2 separate regions of the Mus musculus genome follow, and region 2 is linked to region 1. Evidence: chromatin contacts called from public promoter capture Hi-C data. All regions are on one chromosome and are shown on one strand. The core of a region is the stretch at or near the end of the contact, and the rest is flanking DNA. Distances in the headings are between cores, read along the strand shown. Region 1 holds the start of Actr8 (ARP8 actin-related protein 8). Region 2 has its middle 52 kb from the start of 4831407H17Rik.

Region 1 (2,775 bases), core at 149-2,648:
TTCCTTTTTATTGGTAACTCAGCTGAGTGGCTCTCAAGTGTAAGCTCTGCAAACGAAAACGTTGTAGCACAACGCCATCAAGTTAGCGTCCCACTCCAAAATTCTCCACTAGCTTCGATGAAGACGCTGGGTTACGAGCTTGTGTGGACACTGAAAATCTCTACCGTCTTTCTCTATTCTAAACAGCTATGTCTCCAATCCTTCACATCCTCTCCAGATCCAAGTCTCTCTTCCCCAGAACCTTCCTAACGCTGCAACCTTTTAACACAGCTCCTAATGTTGTGGTAACCCCCAACCATAAAATTATTTTGTTGCTACTTCGTAACTGTAATTCTGCTACTGTTACGAATCATAATATAAATCTCTGATATGCAACCCCCAAAGGGCTTACGACCCACAGGTTGAGAAATGCAGATAAACCTGGCATAGCTCTAAAACCATTCTAACCTCACCCTAAATCTCTAGCCTCCTGGGACCTCTGCCCTCCTGTCGAGGCTGGAAGAGAGACATTGTGGGTCCTCTGAACTAGCCTATCCCACACACCACACTATGCATTTTACTGCAGCCCTACCAGTTAGATATTTCAACCCACCTATGGGAGAGGAAGAAGGTTCTGAAATGGTCCACAGGAAATCCTCAACGGCCGATCCTTCCCTATTTCTTCTGGGAGCTGTGCACTGCCGTGGCCCATTTCCCTATAGGAATTTATTTCCTTTACTTATCAGTAAGCCCTGGTGAGTGAGAGTGTGAGCCATGCTGCTCCAAGTTGTTTACTTAAACTTGTGCTGTTATTGCCATATTATTCATGTCTATTTAAGGAAAGGCTACCTTTTTCCTGCTTTTAAACGTGAAATGACTTGCACTGTGAGATTTGCAAACAAAGAAACTGGTTAGAGCCCTAACCATCCCTGAATATCTGCTGGCGTCCCTGAGAGCCAGGCCGTTGCTAAATCGTGACGTCTTATAGCTGAGACCTGGAGGCTGTGCACCGCGGCCTTGGCTTTGCCCTGCACCGCGCTACTTTGCACAAGGAACCTATGGGAGGGGACCCGGATGCTTCCGGCTCCGCCCGGACCCTGGGCTCCGGCCAGCAGCAGAGGCCCAGGCTAGCAGTGGTCTAACCAAGGCCAGCCCCCTGCACCTCACCTCCTGCAGCGACTCGGGGACCAACGCGGGTACGATGGGCCGCTTCACGCCGCGCTGCTCCTTCTCCTTCTCCCCGCCCTTCTCCTTCCCGTTCTCCGCGTCCCCCTTCTCGGCTTGGGTCATCTCTGCCACCGTGGACCACCACCAGCCCCGGGGCTCTGGGACACCGACGCCACAGCAGTCAGAGGAGAACCATTGCGCAGGCGCGGCGTCCCCTGGCTGCCCACAGTCAAAATGGCCGCCACCGGCGTCGCCCCTAGAGAATTCTGGGAACGTGGAGGGCATGACAGGGTTGGAGTTTTGGTTTTTCCTTTTTTTTTTTTTTTTTTTTTTTGTTTTTGTTTTTGTTTTGTTTTTGGTGATGATGGGGATTGAACCCAGGCACCATTGAATAGTGAGCATGTTCCTATTACCAATGAGCTACATCTCCAGTGTAATACAGTTAATCAATTAAATTTATTTTTAGCCCTGGCTAGCCTGGAACTTCCTATTTAGACTCACAGAAGTTAAAGGCTTAAGCTATCTCACTTAACCCTAATAAATTGAGTGCTCCGCGCGAGTCTGAGGTTCATCAGTCTCATTTTGACTCCACAGGTCTTCACTCAGAGGTTCCATAATATTGCTAGTTCTCAGTTCGTTGGTCCTGCTCAGATCGGCCTCTGATTGGGTTCTTTGGGACTCGGTCTCTTCTTGACATATTCCTTGAGTAACTTATTTGAACTTCATGCCTTTACCCATTTGATACCTATACATAAGATTTCTACAAATCATTGCAAAGTTAAGATTAAATACAGATTTGGTTTTTTGTCTTTTATTTTGAGACAGAGTTTCTCTATGAAGCCCTGGCTGAACCTGGATCTTACTTTGTAGTCCAGGCTGGCCTCGGACTCACAGAGACCCTCTTGCCTCTGGCCCCAAGTGCTGGGATTAAAGGTATGTGTTACCACCTCCTGGCAAATATGTAATTCCTAATTCCCATTCACCATAGGAGGTGGGACAGGGCATGACAAGCCCCCAACAATAAATCAGATATGTAATTTGGCTGCTCACCCAAGCCATCACAAATAGTCAAGTGACTAAAATTATCTTGAATTCATTCACTTTTTTTGAATGTGTTGTTACTTAGCCAACTCCCGCTGGATGACAACAGCAGCCTCTAAGATGGGGTTCCTGTCTAGTCCAGTTCCTGATCATCTATCCCTACAGCTGCTCAGCGTTTTACTGCAAACTAGTCTGTTGTGGCAGCGTATACATGCCATTCCAACACTCAGGAGGATTGCCTCAGTTTATGGCCAACCACCTCCAAGACTTTACTTGATCTAATGCTCATCATTTGTGTGTGTGTGCGTGCGTGCGTGTGCTGTATGCCCACAGAGCCAGAGAACATCAGGTTGTCCTCATTTATTGCACCACAATACTTCTTTGAAACAGGATTTCTCAATAACCTAGAGCTCAGCTGATAGGCATTGAGCCACGAGATCCCGTCTCTATCTGACACCTGGGGTTACAGGTGAGCACAAGGTATTGGCCAAGCCTTGTTCTATGAGTGCTTTGATCTGAATTCAAGTCCTCAAGAGAGCACATCTTATGCTCGTACCTACTGAGCAAGCCTGGACCACCCACCCCCCT
Region 2 (2,775 bases), core at 168-2,667, 430 kb before region 1:
AGGTCATTGTTAAATACTGCAGGAATGATGGTGAGGAGCCTCCAGCCTTCCAGATGAACCACTTCATCTGGGCTCATCCTTAATGTAGAGTCAGATGGGTTGGTGGGCACACTGTGCAGCAAGAAGCACCTCCTGAGCTGCACATGATCTCTGTTGGAGCAGGCTTGGCTACTCTGCTCAGGGCTCGCTGAGGACTCAGCTAGGAAGGACAGAGGAGCTCTCCCACTGACCCGCCGTCAAGACTCCAGTGCACGTGGCCACATTGTTCTCTCCTGCCTGCTGGAGGTCACCAGACACAGAGCTTCCTTTTGTAATTATTGTTTTATGACGTTATTAGGCTGGAAACCAACATCGGTTCCTTCTTTCGTGGGAAGCTACCCGGCCAGTTTTCTGAAATACTATTCCCATTGTAACTTAATGATGTTTCTCACAGTTCTCCACTGGATGCTCTCAGAAGGTTTAAGTCTGTCATGGTGGGGAAGGTGGAGTAGAACATCTTGGCCCATAGCAATGGGATCACGTGGTATAGAACATTCACATTCCAGCAGGCCAGAAAGCGGTGTCAAGTTCCACATATCTTTAATCCAGAAGAGTTTGTGTTGTTCTTGGATTGCTACTTTAAAACTTTATATAATTACTACTGAAAGAGTAAAATATCTTTTATTATTTCTTTGAGATCCTTTAAGACAGACAATTTATTATTATTTTTGTTTTGTTTTTTTGAGACAGGTTTCTCTGTGTAGCCCTGGCTATCCTGGAACTCACTCTGTAGACCAGGCTGGCCTCGAACTCAGAAATCTGCCTGCCTCTGCCTCCCAAGTGCTGGGTTTAAAGGTGTGCACCACCACTGCCTGTTAAGACTATTTTTTGGTATGCATACCAAATAATGAGTCTCCCTATGACGTGTTCATCCACCGACATGTGCCTGCCTCCACTGTACTTTGCTTAGTCACCTTCATGACCTTCCTTTGCCCTCTCCCTGCTCTCACTGGTCCCCCAAATACTTGCCTTTCTACTTTTATGTCACATATGGTTTTATACATACATGTATATGTGAACACTTTCTGGCATCTCCTCCCCTACTTTCTGGCTTTACTTTCTCCCTAAACTATATAATTTATTGTTTGTTGTATTTATTGTTTGTTTTCTTTCACTAGGATGGAAGCTCTGTGAAGAGAGAGATTTCTGTTTTGGTTGTTTTTCAGTCCCATGTACCCAGAACAGCATCCTTCCAAAAGTATGAATTGAATGAATTAGCACGCACGTACGTGTGTGTGTGTGTGTGTGTGTGTGTGTGTGTGTGTGTGCATGTGTGTATGTTTGCAAGACTTGTTTGCTGTCAGCAATCCCCGTGTGTTGGCATCTGTGGGTATTGCTCATCTACCATTCACCGTCTTCAGGAAGGACTTATCTAGTCTCTGCCCAATGTTTCAGGAGCCTGGCTCCCATCACACTGTGGTGGAAGGGGCTAAGGTTATTTTAGTCAATGTGCAGATTTTCATTTATCTCCGCTTAGCTCTGCTTTTTACACTATTCTCTATGCCTTAAGCCACTCTCATCTAGATTCGAACAATTCTGGTTCTGTTTCAGCAGAAATGGTCCATCTGTTCTGCTGGGAAGGGGAACCAGTTTGATCTGGCAAGCATCTCGGGGTTCAGCTGCTGTCGCTGGTCTATTCCTCTCTTCTCTCTCATACTTACATTTCCTGATTCTTCTGGCGTTCTTGGGGACAGTTTCGCTTTCATTCCACAGGCGTCTTCCCTTGTGTGTCTTAGGTTTGACCTTTCACTCTTCTGATAAGTCATTTATCTTTTCTCCGTCTACTTACTGACTTTATGTGAAGTTTCTGTTTCTTCTCTTCCTTGTTTTGGAGGAACTTTTGAGAGGGAAAGAACCATCTGGATATTGAAAATTTCCCTCAAAAGCCATTTTCACCCAGATGTTTCACATCTCCCTTAGCAGCTGATCTAAAACCATTGGTGACCAAATGGAAAACCTTATCAGAGGAAGTGGGCCTTAGGAAAAGGATCCCAGAGCACTGAGTGTTAACAGAACCAGAGGAGGAGCTGAGAAGGGCCCCCTGAGGCCAATGCTTCACTGCACTCAGACCTTTTTTGGCTCTGTAGTTGCCATTTATGACTTTGTCTTTAAAGGCTAACCAAAAACTTGGCAAAAATAAAGATGCAATCATTGTTAAAATGAGAGAAACCAGGAGTGGAGAGGTAGATGGCTTAGTGATTAGCACGCTTGCTGGTCTTTCAGAGTGTGTGAATTCGATTCCCAGCTCCCATCTTGGGAGGGTCACAACCAGTTCCAGAGGATTTGATGAACCCTTTTGGCTTTCTCTGGCACTGTTACATGCATATATATTTGTGCTCATGCACAGACTTGTACAAATAAAAGTAAAAGTTAAAAATTTAAAATAACATAAAGAAATCTTATCAAAAGAAAATCTGCATCTATTAGAATATCATGCAGATATTAAAATCTATTTTGGAGATACTTTTGAAAAGTGAAAGACAAGACAGTGCTTTTCCCAAATAATAAATTTAATTTTAATAAAAAATATCAATATGAACATATACTTTATTGTCCAAAATGAAAACAAACTTAGATAACAACAAAATATTATTATTAAATATAGGACTTATGTGAAAGACAAAACTTTAGCCACTATAGCTTTGCTATGGAGATAAGCCCACCTACAAAATTACCTCTGAGAAATGTAATGATAACCTCACTCTGCGTATGGACAGTTGAAGTTTCTAAACCAGT

Evidence for each region. Promoter capture Hi-C pulls out the DNA fragments that hold promoters and counts their contacts.
Region 2: a contact with region 1 is called in a promoter capture Hi-C map of hippocampal neurons, with 2.3 times the contacts expected there. The contact joins the enhancer-like site here to the promoter of Actr8 in region 1. A contact is called at or near these places in 3 of 39 promoter capture datasets (the C10 cell line, hippocampal neurons and maxillary cranial neural crest), 3 of 115 datasets of contacts at active chromatin or transcription factors (bone marrow-derived macrophages, cardiomyocytes and large pre-B cells) and 1 of 9 other capture datasets (embryonic stem cells).

Annotation. Positions count from the first base shown.
Region 1 is chr14:29,976,960-29,979,734 of GRCm38.p6, reverse strand. It overlaps Actr8 (ARP8 actin-related protein 8), which reads right to left and starts at 1,398. Exons shown (of 13, transcript NM_027493.3): 1 at 1,147-1,398. The coding sequence starts at 1,269.
Region 2 is chr14:30,404,918-30,407,692 of GRCm38.p6, reverse strand. It overlaps a transcript of Cacna1d not described here. Among named protein-coding and RNA genes, the nearest start is that of 4831407H17Rik, 52 kb to the left of the region's middle. Within about 2 kb of position 1,417, at least 70 of the 459 cell types and tissues checked have an H3K27ac peak or open chromatin away from gene starts, as enhancers often do. A contact at or near this core is called in bone marrow-derived macrophages and hippocampal neurons, where this site is marked.